Regions from separate parts of the Strix aluco genome. Here region 2 is linked to region 1. A link is a contact called in public Hi-C data. All regions are on one chromosome and are shown on one strand. Each heading gives the region's core, a stretch centred on a gene start, on an enhancer-like site or on the middle of the called end of the contact. The rest is flanking DNA. Distances are from core to core; before and after follow the strand shown.

Region 1 (7,680 bases), core at 4,953-7,452:
GCTATTGCTGTGAGGGGACTGTTACAGCTGTGCCTCTGGGACCACTTTCTGAGGTTTAAACATTACTTTTTTCCCCCAGAAATCTTGGATGAGGACAACAGTGTTGCCGCTATGTACCAAGCGGTTGCTGAACTTCCTCAGGCCAACAGGGACACCCTGGCTTTCCTCATGATCCACCTGCAGAGGTACGTTCAAATGGCCTGGTAGTTCTGAAAGATTAGATTCTCTAGTTGGCTCTTGTGATTTATGCTTGTGAGCATAAAGTCTTCATTCTGGAAGAAAACCGCTTTTTCAGAGGCGGAAATATGTGTGGGATGGGGGAGTTGTATGACAAGTGAGGGGAGAAGCTACATTCTCTCTTAATGATTTTTCTTTTAACATAGGGTGGCTCAGAGCCCAGACACTAAAATGGATGTTACCAACTTGGCCAAAGTCTTTGGCCCCACAATCGTGGCCCACGCGGTGCCCGATCCTGACCCGATGACGCTGCTGCAGGACACAAAGCGACAGCCCAAGGTAGGTCAGCAGGAGGCAAATGTGTCCTGCTTCAAGAAGTCACATGAATCTCTGGAGGGAGGCGAGGCGGTGCCTGCCTGGCGTCGCTGCGTAGCGTCAGCGGCTCACAGGTGTCTCTGTAGGTGGTGGAGCGACTTCTGCTGCTGCCTGTGGACTACTGGAGCCAGCTGATGGCTGTGGAGCAGGAAAACATTGACCCGGCACACGTAATTGAGAACAGCAACGCCTGCTCCACTCCGCAGACACCAGATGTTAAAGGTAATCCCTGGGTGCTGCTCTATGGGCTGTGCAGCTGCTGTATTAAAAATTAACGACCCTCAATCAAAGCTGCTTGTGAGACTGTTGGAGCTAGCCCTTCCTGCAGGCTTGATGGAGGAAGAGGGAAGAAAAGTGTGCCAGGAAATGCCAGATTTGTCTAGTATTTTTGACAGATGCTAGGGAATGTCTAATGTTCCTTGCATGGCAATGAAAACTTCAGCTGTCCTCGTGTTGCTCACTTTGCTGCCTCTCTTTTCTCGGCAGTGAGCATGCTTGGACCCCTCACTACTCCGGAGCAGCAGCTCTCCAAGACGCCGTCGTCGAACTCCCTGTCCCAGAGAGTCCGCTCCACCTTCAGCAAAACCACCCCCAAGTAAGTGCCAGTGGGGGCTGTGGAAGTGGTGGGACGACTGCAGGTGCTTTGGGTGTTCAAGGAGAACTAAAACTAAACTTTTAGACCCAGTTCTGGGAGGAACCTGGATTTACTACTCGGTCAACTCTCCCTTAATCAGTGCTGTAGTAACAGTGTGAGCTGCGTAACGGTTAACAAGCATCCTCTTAGAGGAGGGGGAGGACCCCTTGGTTTGGGAGGGGGGTGAATGGCCCCTGGGAAGGGCAGAGCGTTAGACCAAATCCCTAACTGCTATTTTTCTACCTCTCTTGAACTAGATTTGGGAGCAAAAGCAAGTCAACAACTCAGCTTGGGCATCAGGGCAACTTTTTTGCCTCTCCTATGCTGAAGTGAAGTGGCCCTGGGAGTCGGTGTCATCCCAGCATTTGCACACCAGTATACACCAGTACAGCAAACGCGAGTCCTCGCCATGGCTCTCGGCAGCTTATGTAATAAGATTTTTCCTTTTATCTTTCAGCTTAACTGAGACTTTTAATGGGATTTTATTGTGCAATGTATTTTTATTATCTAATGTTGTGCTAAATTTAGGATTGGTAAAGAAAGTAACTAACAGGATTTGTTCAAAGTGTTAATTAAAAATGTTAGAGGAACTCGTTGACACTTTTCAATAGCATCCAGTCTTCCACCCATACAAAGTGGAACAGTCATATGGGTTTTTTTTATTGTTTTTTTTAAACTCCATAGATTGTTTTTTTCACACAGCAGTGACACCCCAGGGGAACTCTGTCAGGATCCAGTCCTCCCAGTAGCCCACCAGTCTGTAACTGTTGCCTTGCGCTGCGGTGGTGCAGCCTGCAGTCCTGAGGATGGCAGTGTTGCATTTGTCTGACGGACAAAAGACGCTGTTTAATTAACTGCCAGAGGGACTGGGGCTTCCTCTAAAGAAACGTTTCCTGATACTGTGTTTACAAGGGGAAAATTTTGTAAAGGGCTGTCTGTAGATGCAAACCCAAAGGATTCCTGGGTGTTCTAAATGGTGCTGCTCATCCTGGCGGGGGGAATGAGGGTAGTTCAATAGCACCCTTGCTTTTGGGAGTCCCTGCTTCCCCAAATGGGGATATGTGACCTTGCTCAGTGCTGTGTGGAAAAAAAAAAGTGTGGAACATGTACAAAAGTTCATAAAATTGCTGGTTTTTTTAATTGAGTTCTGGAAGACTGTCCTGACCTGTGCAGTTAAGTAAATCATGATTCTACATGACCTATGGCTCTGGTTGATGTTTTTCACTCGTGCTCCAGAGTCTTAACCAGGGCCTGTGGAGCGAGGTGCTGTCCTCAAGTGCAGGTTCTGGGGTGCAGGATCAAGCACTGGGCTGTGGCTGATGGGTCCAGAGGAGGGAGGAGAACAACAGTTTTGCTCCTCAGTATTGTAGCAGGAGGTGAAATAGCCTGGGCTGAACGTGGTGGCCTGGGTTGTCTCTCTGCCCCTTGGTTGCAGGGGCTGGAGGGTGAAGTCCTCTCTGGCCGTGTTTGCACCCCAGCTCTGACCCACTGCAGGAGCTGGGGGGCTGCTGCTCCCCTTCCCCCTGGGCAGGTGGGTGTTTCTGGCCCCTCACACACACCAGATCTGCGTGAGAGGCACTGAGGCGTGTTCCCCTCCCCCAGATCCCGTGTCTTGGACACACTTGGCCTTTTCTGGACCATCATCTCCCAAACTGGGTCCTTGCCTGGTCCTTGTTGGAGCAGAAACTGGGGTGTTTGCAGTGGGACCTGCCCTGGTCCCTGTGGGGACGGATGGGGCTTGGGGACACCCTCACAAGCCACCCCCAGTTGTTTGCTGCTTGGGAAGGTGCCTGCAATGCTGGGCCGGGGGGTGCCCACCCCTCCCAGAGTGGGATCTGGGAGCAGAGGGGACCGTGCAGAGGAAGAGCTGAACCCAGGGGTACTGAGAACTGAACACAGGGTGTGTCTCTGGCAGTCCCTGCTCCGGTTGCTTTAGGCTGCAAGAAGACACCAGACATCATGTGGAAAAGAATCTGGAATATTTATTGATTGAAGAATATTAAAAGCTTCACTTTGGCCCCAGACACAGGGATGAATATGTTGGTCCTAGCAATTCCTCTTAAGTGGGTACCAATGCAAGAAAGCAAAGCCCCTGTTTTATGCTCACAGGGGTGAGCCCACACACACACTTCAAAGGATTAATGTGCATACAATTAACTATATGCTCCTTAATTAGCAGCTAGCTCTTGCTACATTTGTGTTTTAAGCAGGTGGACAGCCCAGGGACCATCTCTGTCCTGAACACAAGGGCTTCACCCTCATCACGGCCCCTCCGCACTCAGTGACCTTGTGGAGGAAGCCATCTGCTTATTTGTGCAAATGATAGAAATCTGGTAATTGAAGAGAGTTAATTTCTCACGCTGCCCTAATCGGCACTTAATTCTGATCTACAGCCCTGCCATGGGAGTGACACAGGTCTACACCTGCAAAGGCTTGTGCTCAGACCCCCTAAGCCAAGTTCTTCACCGCTGTTTTCATTCCCTCCTCGCCGAAGCAGGACTGAGCGCAGTCACCCAGGTCTGTGTTTTGTGAACGGGCACGGGGATGGTCCGAGGAGCTGATCGAGCCCTTGTGAGGCGATGGGCCTGCTGTGGGAGGGACGGACAGACAGACACTAGTCCTTGATGCCTTCTAGCTTTGCGGAAGGATATCCTGCGTTCTCTGCACTGGGGCTCCCGCTGTCAGTCTAGATCAGTTCCAGCAAATTCAGCGGGCAAGTGGCGGTCGGTCTCGTCGATGAAGCGGTAGAAGGTATCGGCCTCGTCACGGGGGCAGTGCCGCGCCATCTTTATCAGCCTCTGCCCACACTCCTTCCTCTCTCTCGTCATCAGGGGAATTTTGTAACCATCCATAAACTTTGCTTTTGCTTCATCTAATGATTTCTTCTGGTAGAGGAAGAACCTTCCCCAGTAGAGATTAAGGGCTTGAAGGCCTTTGGGGCTCAGGGTGTCCTTTCTCTTCTCCAGGTCCTTGTAGATCTTCTCTTCCTGTGCTGGGTCTCTTGCACCACAGAGCTCTGCTAATTGCAGCTTTGCAAACACGAGCTCAAGGTCTGGATGTTTCTGAAGAATTTGCTTGAGGTCCTTGATAGCTGCCTCCAATATATTATTCTTGTCTTCTTCCTTTGCGTTAAGCCACTGTAGCTTATAGCACTTGGCCAGGGTTTGGTAGAGAAGGTGGTAACCTGGATCCGGCCGCAGGGCTCGCTGTAATACCTCAGCTGCTTTCTCTGTGGACCGTCGTCGCAGCCAGAACAAAGCTGAAGCTTTGAGGACATCAGGATCGGAGCTTTTCTCTGCACTTTCTTTTATCAACCCAATTGATCTTTCTATATCCACTTGTTCAAGTAGCTTGGCTAAATATATCTTGGCTCTGTAGTTATTTGGCTGCTCAAGGATGGTTCTTTCCAATTGCATTCTGGCTCTCCCTGCAATGTCAGGATACCAGAAGTAACAACAGGAGAAATAAAGAGCCATTCCGAGCCCAGCGTGGAAATCTCTGTTCTCCGGCTCAAGCATCAACGCCACCTCAAAGCACTCTCTGGCCCGTTCCCCGTTACGGGCTCTGATGGCCAAGAGGGACCAGCCCTTCTGGGCCTGGATGTACGGGATCAGCCGTGCGTCCCAGGGAGCCGGGCAGAGCCGCTCAATCCGTTCCAGGTAGCTTTCAGCCTCCCGATAAGAGGCCTGGAGGTAGTGAACCCAGGCGTAATTCCCGTAGATAACCACAGACCCGGCCGTGGACGCGTGTGCTCTCAAGGGCTGCTCGCCTGGTCTCTCGTGCTCCTCTTCAGCATCTTTAAGGCTTTGTAGAGCTGCTCCGTCCTGGCCTTTCAGCTGGTGCAGGTACGCCTGCAGCCCCAGGAGAGCTGCCCGGTTTGGGTGGACTGTGTGCTTGATTTCAACAGCCAGCTTCTGCAGGACGTGGGAAGGTTCGACGTGGCCCATTACGCTCAAATGCCAGGTGAAATGGCATTGAAGGGCATCCAGCTTCTCCTTCAGTTGCTCGTTGCTACAAAGAGGAATATGTGGGTTATGAAGAGGCAGCGTGTGGGGGGTGATACCCACAGGGAGCTCTTGGTTGTACAGGAAACAAAAAGGAGGGAGGGGTGGAGGATGGGGCTCTCCCCACTTGCTCTGTGTGTCCCTTGCGCTCAAACTGCTAAAAAACTTGTAAATCTTTGTTCTGATCAGCCCATTTTCAGGGCACCGTCTGGGAGGCTTCATTCCTGGCTTGCTCTTCTGCAAAGGGGAGTCACCAGTGCCTGGAGCCAGGGCTGCTCTTTCATCTTACCTAAGACAAAGGCCCTGGGCTGAGCTGTGAGCAAGGGAGAGTAGAGCCAGCCAAAACCACAGGATCAAACCTTCTGAGCTCCCCAGGAGGAGGAAATGGGGGCTGTGCCGTTGTCTGAAGGGTGCTGCAGGAGATGGCTCAATGAAGAGAGAGTCTAACAAAGGGCCATGAAGATACTGGCCCAGAGCATGTGAGGAAAGGCTGAGAACTGGGACTCTTCAGCCTGGAGAAGAGAAGGCTCGGAGGAGTCTTAGAAATGTATATAAATACCTGCAGGGAGGGTGCAGAGTCAGAGCCAGGACAAGAAGCAATGGGCACAAACTGAAAGCTTTTCTTTGAGCTGTGAGGATGACAGAGTACGGGCAGAGGGTGCCCAGAGAGGTTGTGCAGCCTCCTCCATCCTTGGAGATACTCAAAATCCCGTCCAGACGTGGTCACGGGCAACCTGCTCTGGGTGGACACGGTGACTCCTGAGGTCCTTTCCAACCTTGCCCATCCTGTGGTTCTGAACAAGGACACTCTGCTGAGCCTTGGCAACCCAAACCCACTTTTTCTGGGAGCTGTTACGAGAATAGAAACTGTGCACTCACCTCATTGATGCCGTGGGTGTAGTGTCACCGTCCGGGAGCGGTGGCTGGGGCTGCGCCTCTTCCACGCCGCGGCGGATACGCTGGGTAGTACCGGCTCTGCAAGCTGTTGACTCAAACAGAGATAGCACTTCTGGCCGGGGTCTGATTAAAAAATGTCTCTTGAGTGAAACAAAACTGGAAGAGAAAAGCTTAACACAGGAAAGAAACTATTCTGGTCGTCCTGAAGCTGGTATCTTCCTTTCACAAAATGGGGCTGAGGCCTGGATAAACAAGAAAGGAAATCCAGTGGCCAGAGCCGCAGGATCTGAACTCAGCCCTCGAGACCTTCTCCCCGCTGAAAAGGACTTTGTGAGCATTAAAGCTTTTCAAAAGTAACAGGGCTGAGGTGGGAGAAGAGAAGGATAATGGGCTACGGAATGTAAATACGACATTGCCGTTGTTGAAAGGCCACAGGCTCTGTAGGACCCTGGCACTGGGGCTTGTCAGCCTGGTTTTGCCTGGATCTGCCCTGACCCGCCTGGATCTGCCGTGGTGTGGTTTGTTTAGCTTGTTCACCTGTAACAGCGACCGCCTAGCAACAAGGTGGCTGTTACCCACTTGATTTTTAGCAATTGAATTTGCAGTTCTGTGTAACCGGGAGGTACAAGGGCTGTGCCCGTGATAAATCCGTGAGGAGCGAGTGGTGCTGACGGTCACTGAGCAGGGGGTGGCCCCAGGGCTACTGGTGACTCCTCGGTGATCCAGAGCTGATTACTGAAGAGCAGTTTTGGCAGGTGACAGAAACCGGTCTTAGAGGTAATGATGAAAGGTTAAAGATTAAAACAAAAGAAGCATTTCACAGGACAAGGCTTTGGGAGGGGATAACAGGCTCAAAGATAGTAGAGCCTTGCAGAAGGAAGAAGATAAAGGAACAGAACCTTGAATCCAGGAACAAGGAAACCTCTCTTGGTCATGTGCTCAGAGATACCATAGAGACTTGCCCAAGCTGTCTCCTTTAGATGAATTTAGCTCATTGTCATGTGACAAAACCACACCTCTTGATGAGAAACAGCCCCCTACTCAGGTATGACCCCCACCCTTTGTGTTTGCACAGAATGATGCAAGGACACCGTGGCTTTAAACGGAGCCAGGACATGTTGGTAACCAAGAGGAACAGAGTGACAACAAACCAACCACTGGTCACTGCCTGAAACCTGCGTTCCAGTAGTTTGAGGTGTATAAACACGTCGCTTGCCGGTGTGCGGTGGGCTAGCGCTGTGGGATTGCCACCTGGCACCCGTCTCTACGCGGATGCGGATTAAATAAACATCTCCACTCTGTGTGGTCTTTGGCTCGTGGCATGCTGGGTCAAAGAACCCAAATTTTGGGACAACAGTAACAGAAAAAATATAGGTAAAACACAGGATGCACACTATATCTGGATGTAACATGGAATTGCAGGTCTTTGAAGACAGATGCAAGTATAGAGAGTAATGGAAAATATATTGAAACCAGCTCCAAGTAGACCCTGAACTGAGGAGGAATAAACAATCAACCCATCACTCTCGTTTTTCCCCCCTCAGGATGCTGACGAGTCGCTGCAGCAATGCAAAGGAAGAAGGGAGAATTTAT
Region 2 (7,456 bases), core at 4,932-7,431, 160 kb after region 1:
ACCCCACACATCACGGTTGGAATGACCCTAAAATAAGAGCTGCTCCGTAAGACACAATCAAGGGATTTCCGACACAGAGCAACGGGAAAGTTACCTCTAAATCAAAAACTAATTACCCCAAGTACACAAAGCTCCAGGAAAAGGAAACTGGCCCATCAAACATCCCCGAGCACATCTGAAACAACAGCGACAGGGGCAGGGTTTTTTAAACAGAAGTTAACAGGTATTTTGGCAAGATTAACTCATATTAAAAATACAAAAACTTGCAGCACACTTGGAACAAGTTTAAATAAATTGTAAAGGCAAGTTCAAAAGCAGGCTCGCCCCCAGCCTGTAATAAACACTAATATCTAAATATTTTGATAAGCCCTTTCGAAAGTTTGGCATACTTTAGCTCAAGTGAAATAAAACTTTCCCTTTCTCCGAGCATAAAAACAAAAACCGTGACAAACAAAAGGTTTTGTCAGACCCCTGCTCATCACTGACCGATTCTTCGGTCCCAGCAAAACAAGCCACATTGTGGATGGGGAATAACAGCACAGCTGCTTCCCTGAGGTCAGAGCTGCCCGAGGCCAAACGTGTCAGGCCACGTTTGCACGCTGCGGTAGGACACTGTGTACGACACGAAGGGGCGTTACAGATTCTAGGAAAAAACAACAAATGTGCAGCGGAGGCCAAAAAAACCCAAGCGAAGGCATAGAGACAGAAGCTGTTCTGCGATGAGCGCTCCTACTCCGGCCTTCTGAAGCTCAGAACGCGTGTTGATGATGGCAGACGAGGATGATGGCAAACGAAATGACAGTAAAAATGGAAAACAATATTAAAAATTACTTGCATGGTCCTGGAAAATATGAAATCTACGGTGACCAACTAGAAGACTTTTTTCCAGAGCACTTTCAAAGCCTTCAGTCATTTTCCATCTAAACAATCTTCTTTTATACACCCAGTTACTCCAGCTGGAGCATGAGAAATACCTACTCTAAAAGCAGCCTGAGCTTTGCCAACCTAAGTTGCCGTTTCTGAGTTTTGAAAACCTTCTCTTGTCTGGTTGATTCCCAGAAAGGGTAAATCGTTCTCTTCCGGGAGCTAAAGCCAAGCTAGCTCAGCCTCAGCTGTTTTTGGAAGAGGTTAAAAATGGGTTTTCTTGAACAGCTCTTCTGCCAAAATAGCTGGGGATCAACACTGAAATATTTTAGGAAAACAGCTCTCGAAGGAGAGGAGCCTTTGGAGTATTCTAGTGAAAACTGGTTTTCACTTGGCAGAATTTCCCTCTGGACACGTGCACGCGAGGGCTTTACTCCCTCAGGGCGTTTCGGTTCGGAGGAAAGCAGACTGGGCCGCGCGCGAGGAGCAAAACCCGCCATTTGGGCTCGTTGCTCAGCACCACGTCGCTCTGCTCAGGCATCTGCAGGAAACAAGACGTACAGATCTCAGACGCTCGCGCCTCTATCATTCACGAGGAAACCAACGGCACATTTTCCAGCCCATCGGCAGCACACGACGGACTCGTTCCCTTTAACTCAATTACGGTCTTCTCTGCGCTTTTAGGGCGCTTTCCCCCGCTTTTCCACCCCTTCCTTCAGACGATGGGCTAAAGCAGCCACGAGCCGAACCGCAATCGAACAATATGTGGCATTTTATATGCAAATCCAAACATTTAAAAAGACTTTACCTCACAACTGCCACGCTTTTTGGCCGCGCTATTCCAGCCCTGGATAGGGAACAAGCCAATCTGCGTAAGTTTATCTAGTACATGCAAGGTAGATTAGTTATCAGTCTGCAGGGAATGATTACTTTGGTACGCAGCAGATACTGCATTCAGCTTCTGCTACTTTCACTCATCAGATATTTTTAAAGTTTCAAGTGTCTGTAAAGTACATTCTGTGTTTCATCTTCTTTGCAGCTGCTTTAATATCTGGTCCACATTATACTCGCAAAGCACAAGCTCTATATTTTGCCAGAAATATCTGAGCAGCTTGGAAACAGCCAATAGAGTCTCTTTGGAGCGGAAAAAAACCCCTCTCTTTCTATTAAATTTAAAAAGAGAAGATACATACACAAGAACATTAAAAGCCACTCAGGAAAGGGCTGGAAACATCCTGAAAACATTGAATTGCTTTCTTCTCTTTTAAACTGCCTCTGGCAGAATGAAAACATCAGAGTGGTTTAGAGATTCATGGCCTACTTAAAAAAAAAAAAAAAAATTAATTTAAGGCAGCGAGGGGAGAAGGTCAAACATACAAACAAGCAGTAAATTATAAAAGCCACTGTGACTAGCTCAAAATGAAATGGCAAACCACCGAGACAGCCAGTATTAACTCAGGAATGACTTTCTGGGTCTCGTGATCAGTCGCTTAAGTTGCTGTCCCTCAGGTTATCAGAAGCACTCGATGGGGTGTTTCTGCCCAAAACCTGGGTATGATACACAAGGTCTGTATCTGATTTAAGATGATCCCAAAATTCCCAAGTATGCATGCCCCGAGGCATATTTAAGATTCGGAGGATTAGTGAGTTGATTTTACTAGGCATTGTGGGGGGGGTTTATTATTATGAAAGCCAGCCGGTAAGACTGGAAAGGTGGTTTGCTCAGCACCTTAAATTATGTGCTTCTGGTTTCATAACCAGAGGTAACTAAGGGCTCCAGCTGCAGACTCATCAGTACGTGGCAATTTTCCCTCCACGGAACTTTAATACTAGGTATTTATTTACTCCAAGTTCTAAGTCTTTAAATTATAGGAAATGTATCAGAGCGACCGAAAGCACAAGCAGCAGCAGAGGGCAGATTTCAGTGCAAAATGCAGCCGGAAAGGTTCTCTAGAAGATAAGCAAAAGATAAATAAGCTGATTACAAAGAGAGATTCCTAATGAGACAGCGATCAGTAGGACTTCTCACAGAGAGGAAGTGTATAAACATCCCAAAACACACGTCCCTGACAAACCAAAGGCACATGAGCAAAAGCTGCAGCAGGCTGCAATCCATCTCGGCAACACAGGCGAGAGAAAAGCAACGACAAACACACAGGAGGCGACGGGAAAACCAGAAAGATAGTTAAAACTAGATAAACATGTACAAACACACACTCGCAGAGGAGGCTGGCAGGCAAAGCCTCGGCTTAATCAGAGGCATATTAACGAGGAACTGCTGCAAAGCTGCCAAATAAACCAGCCGAAACAACTTTCTGCCCCCCCCCCACGGTGTCAGAGCTCCCAGCCACAACAGCCCCGCCTGCACCTCGTCCTCACTTTTGGGAGCTTCTGAATGAAATAGGCACATATAGGCCCAAAAAACCCCACCCCCCCATTTGTGCTCAAGCCCTTGAACCCACCCAGCACAGCAAACCCCTCCGGCGCAGGGGTTTGATTTCGCGCCGCAGCAGCGCGCAGGCTGCGCCCCGGCACCTGAGCTGCGCCCCACGTTTTGGGGGAGAAGCCGTCTGTCTGCGTTTACGGAAACCCGGACAACGTGCAGAAAGTCGCAACGGGTTTATTAGTAGACTAAAGGGCACAAAACAATGCCCGACAATTAACTTTGCAATGGCTGCGCGGCGGAAGATTTCAGCCGCTCGCCCACTTCGTTTCCTGCCATTCTCCACCCGTAGACGTAAGTTCTAGTGAGCACGTTATGATAAAAATCCAGATGATTTAACAAGGCACGCCAGAAACCAAGTGAACGCCCTGCTTACCTGGAGTATCCACAGTGTCTAAGCACAACGCAAAGCTCCTACACACCGTAATTTTTTTTCTTAGAACAATCTTACTTTAGCAAGTAGCCTTAGCTTCAACGCACGGAAAAAACGGCTTTTTTTTGGCTACTCCCCCACGACTAAACAAGCACTTAGCTCTCTACCCGTGCAGGCTCCAGTGGGCAGGACGTGAAATGTTGATTTAGCAATGAACTGAGGGCACAACTCGACTTTAACGTACGCCTGGCAGCAGAACAAATTCAAAAGGTCCTCCCCGCACACGAGGGGTTTTACTCCAGCTCCTCCCTGGCCCCTCCGTCGTGGGGATAACAACGTCTGGGAGACAGCACGCTACAGATCTTCAGCTCAGGGGTGGGAGCCTAAAATAAAAGTCTCATCTCCAATGTCTGGAGAGTATTTCACCTATTGAGGGGCAGAAAAGCGAAGCAGAAGGGCAGGAAAAAGCAGCCATGAATTTCAGATGACAGGAGCTTAAATCAGCTCTAACACCAAAACACACGTTTCTTAATCTGTTTCTCAGGCTTTGTGACTCCACCTACATACACTTCACTGGATATTTGAGAGCACACCAATTCAGAGCCCAACCTAACAAATGAGCATTTTTTGTTTCTTGCTTACCTTGCTCCTTGTTATTTTAACTAGCTTGAATCACCCCCCCGGTCATTAACCAGCGCACAAACCTCATTCTCCCAGCAGACAATAATCTGAGTAACTTCAGCACAGAAAGTACCAGCTGGTTCCTCTCTCTGCTTTCTCAGCAGCCTCCTTCTAGAACACAGATTTCCGAAATTCCTCTGTGAACACAAAGACAGCACGTGCATACAGCATAAAATATTAACTCGCTCTTTTGTTGCGCATTTTTGGGGTACAACACTCCAACTTTCCTTGTGCCACCTAGTAAAGCAAAGGGTTGGAAGATCCCTGCTTAATTCCAACTCCAGCTGGAATTAAAGCTTTTTGGAGGAAGCAGAGAGACAACCACAACCCTGCGCCTCGCAGCTGCTCTGACAGCACAGCCAACACCGAGAGGCGCACGGGAGCACCGGCATTGCTCACCCACCACTACGACTTTCCAGAGTTTAACTTCACTTTCTACGCTTCCTCCAGGTGTTCAGCCAGAGAAACCCGCGAGTTGCTGAGCTGACAGACCAAGCGAGGACTAAGTTCTGCCCCAACACAGTCATTCACTAAGATCCACAACCGGCACGGGCATCTGAATCTCACGATTTTTACAGTTTACAGCTTCTGGCCTCTACGACAAGCAGCCCAAACGCCCATTTCACAGCGTCTGGCACAGATGCTTTCAGCAAGTCTAAACATCAGGAGGCCGGCGTTTTTCTCTTCTGAAAATACAAAGCACACATAAATATAGGTTGCCAGACCAAAATTTTACTAGGAAAGTCAGCAAAGCTTCCACCTGTAACTCTGAAATAAAATCCTCTTTGCTGGCCAGCGCCTGGGGCTTACAGGCAATTTCAGCCTCAATTTTAGAGGTTTTTCCCTGCACGGCACCGCGAGTTACACACCATCACCAGCTGAAGCTTTTCCACCACGAACAGCAAGTTTGCTGGATGTCGTTGCAAAAAACCTTCTTGGGACCAAGGAGAAGACTAGAACAATTCCATCTACACCAGCAGCGGGGTTATAAAATACACAAATTCATTTCCTTTTTTCCTAAGGAGTGAGCATCGAGGCTGTTAACGTGTCCCACAAGCCACAGGTTCGCATTTCGAGTTGCAAATACAGCCGGACACCGTGAGCTGAAGTCCCAAACCAGTTTTATCACAAGTCACTCCCTCACGGGCACAACAAGCCCCTCCGGGAGCTCCTGGGTACATGGGGAAAGCATCACCTGCAACTTCCCGAAACAAAACGCAGCCCGCCCAAGCCCCAAAATCCAACATTATCCCCCACTCTAGTCCCTAGACGGAGCTTTTTCCCCCCCCCTCAATGCCACACGCCCGGTTTGCCGGCCTCGCCCCCACCGCTCCCGGAACACGGCGCCAAGGGCCCCGCCACACGCCCTGGCCTCGACGCCGTCCCCGCGCACCCACCGCCCAGGCGCAAACCGTCGCTTCCCCCCATTTTCAGGCCGTTTGGTGATTTTTGGCGAGCCCCGCCACACACCCGGGCTGGCACCCAGGGGGGCTCTGGGCTCACCCACCCTCCCCCCGCCCTGTCCCCCCTCACCAGCGCTGAGGCGAAGCCACCCCCCCCACCGCCCCTCACCCCCAAAGGAAAGTGCTTCTCGCCCCCCCCCCCCCCGCCCTGAGGGAGCTCCCTCAGCCGGCGGCGCCCCCCCCGCCGCCGCCGCCTCGTACCCGAGAGCCCCCCCGCCGCCGCCGTGGCGGGCTGTCGGAAGGCCGGCGCCAGGCTCCAGGTGAAGAAGGCCGAGAGGCCCATGAGGGCGCCGGCCGCCGCGTAGGCCAGGCGGAGGGCGAGCGCCCGGCTCACCGCCATCGGAGCGCTGCGCCGCCGCCCCGCACGCCGCCCCCCGGCCCCGCCCCGCGCCAGCGCGGCCCCTGGCGGCCGGGCGGACCGAGGGGCGGCCGGGGCGGGGACACGGCGCGGGAGGGGCGGGGGGGGGCGAGGAAATGGGGGGACTCGGGGTGCTCGTGGGGGATATGGGGGTGTGGGGACACGGGGGGTCATGGGGAGTGGGGACACGGTGGGACACGGGGTGGACGTGGGGGATGTGGGGGTGTGGGGACACAGAGGGACATGGGGGACACAGGGGGACATGGGGAGTGGGGACACAGGGTGGGCGTGGGGGACACAGGTGGACATGGAGTATGGGGACACAGGGTGGACGTGAGGAGTGGGGACACGGGGGAACACGGGGTGGACGTGGGGGATATGGGGGTGTGGGGACACAGGGTGGGCATGGGGGACACAGGTGGACATGGGGTGTGGGGACACAGGGGGACATGGGGTGTGGGGACACAGGGGGACACGGGGTGGACGTGGGGGATAGGGGGGTGTGGGGACACGGGGTGGACATGGGGCATATGGGGGTGTGGGGACACAGGTGGACATGGGGAGTGGGGACACAGGGTGGGCGTGGGGGATATGGGAGTGTGAGGACACAGGTGACACGGGAGGACATGGGGGGTGTGAGGACACAGGGTGGGCATGGGGGCACAGGTGGATATGGGAATTGGGGACATGGGGGGACACAGGGTGGATGTGGAAGACATGGGGGGCGTGGGAACATGGGACACACAGGACATGGGGGGCGTGGGGACACAGTGGGTGTGTGGGACAGAGGTGGACATAGGGAGTGGGGACACGGGGGGACATGGAGTGGGCATGGAGGATGTGTGGGGGTGGGGACACAGAGGGACATGGGGGACAAGGGTGGACGTAGGGGAGTGGGGAGACAGGGGGGCATGAGGACATGGGGGGGGGACCTGGGGGACACAGGGGACACGGGGTGCGTCAGAGTGTGGGGACACGGCAGGAGCATGAGAACATGGAGGGACATGGAGGCATGAGGAGATTGGGGTACGGTGATGTGGGGGGCACACAAAAGAGCCACAGAGGACATGGGGACATGGAGGGTCAGAGGGTGTGGGGTTGGGGGGGGGACACCTGAGGCATGAGGACATGGGGACACTGGGAGAGGGGGGAGCACGTGGGGTTGGGGACATTCCCTGCGCAGCTTTTCCTTCCTCTCTTGCGGAGTTTTCCTTCCTCAACCAGCACCATCCTGCTCGGTTGTGGCATTGTGGCTTTGGGGACACCTCATAAGA

What was found. Hi-C and Micro-C count contacts between places; a contact is called where the count stands out from the background.
Region 2: a Hi-C map of heart shows a contact between it and region 1, with 8 times the contacts expected there. The contact joins the promoter of SLC48A1 here to the promoter of LOC141915728 in region 1. A contact is called at or near these places in 2 of 2 Hi-C or Micro-C datasets (brain and heart).

What each region holds. Positions count from the first base shown.
Region 1 is chr27:1,279,664-1,287,343 of bStrAlu1.hap1, forward strand. It overlaps LOC141915728 (interferon-induced protein with tetratricopeptide repeats 2-like), which reads right to left and starts at 6,203. Exons shown (of 2, transcript XM_074807521.1): 1 at 6,070-6,203; 2 at 3,149-5,197. The coding sequence starts at 6,074. The coding sequence ends at 3,868. RACGAP1 (Rac GTPase activating protein 1) reads left to right here. Exons shown (of 17, transcript XM_074807514.1): 13 at 80-185; 14 at 384-516; 15 at 639-774; 16 at 1,039-1,147; 17 at 1,444-2,384. The coding sequence ends at 1,519.
Region 2 is chr27:1,435,800-1,443,255 of bStrAlu1.hap1, forward strand. SLC48A1 (solute carrier family 48 member 1) reads right to left here and starts at 6,182. Exons shown (of 3, transcript XM_074807445.1): 1 at 6,026-6,182. The coding sequence starts at 6,164.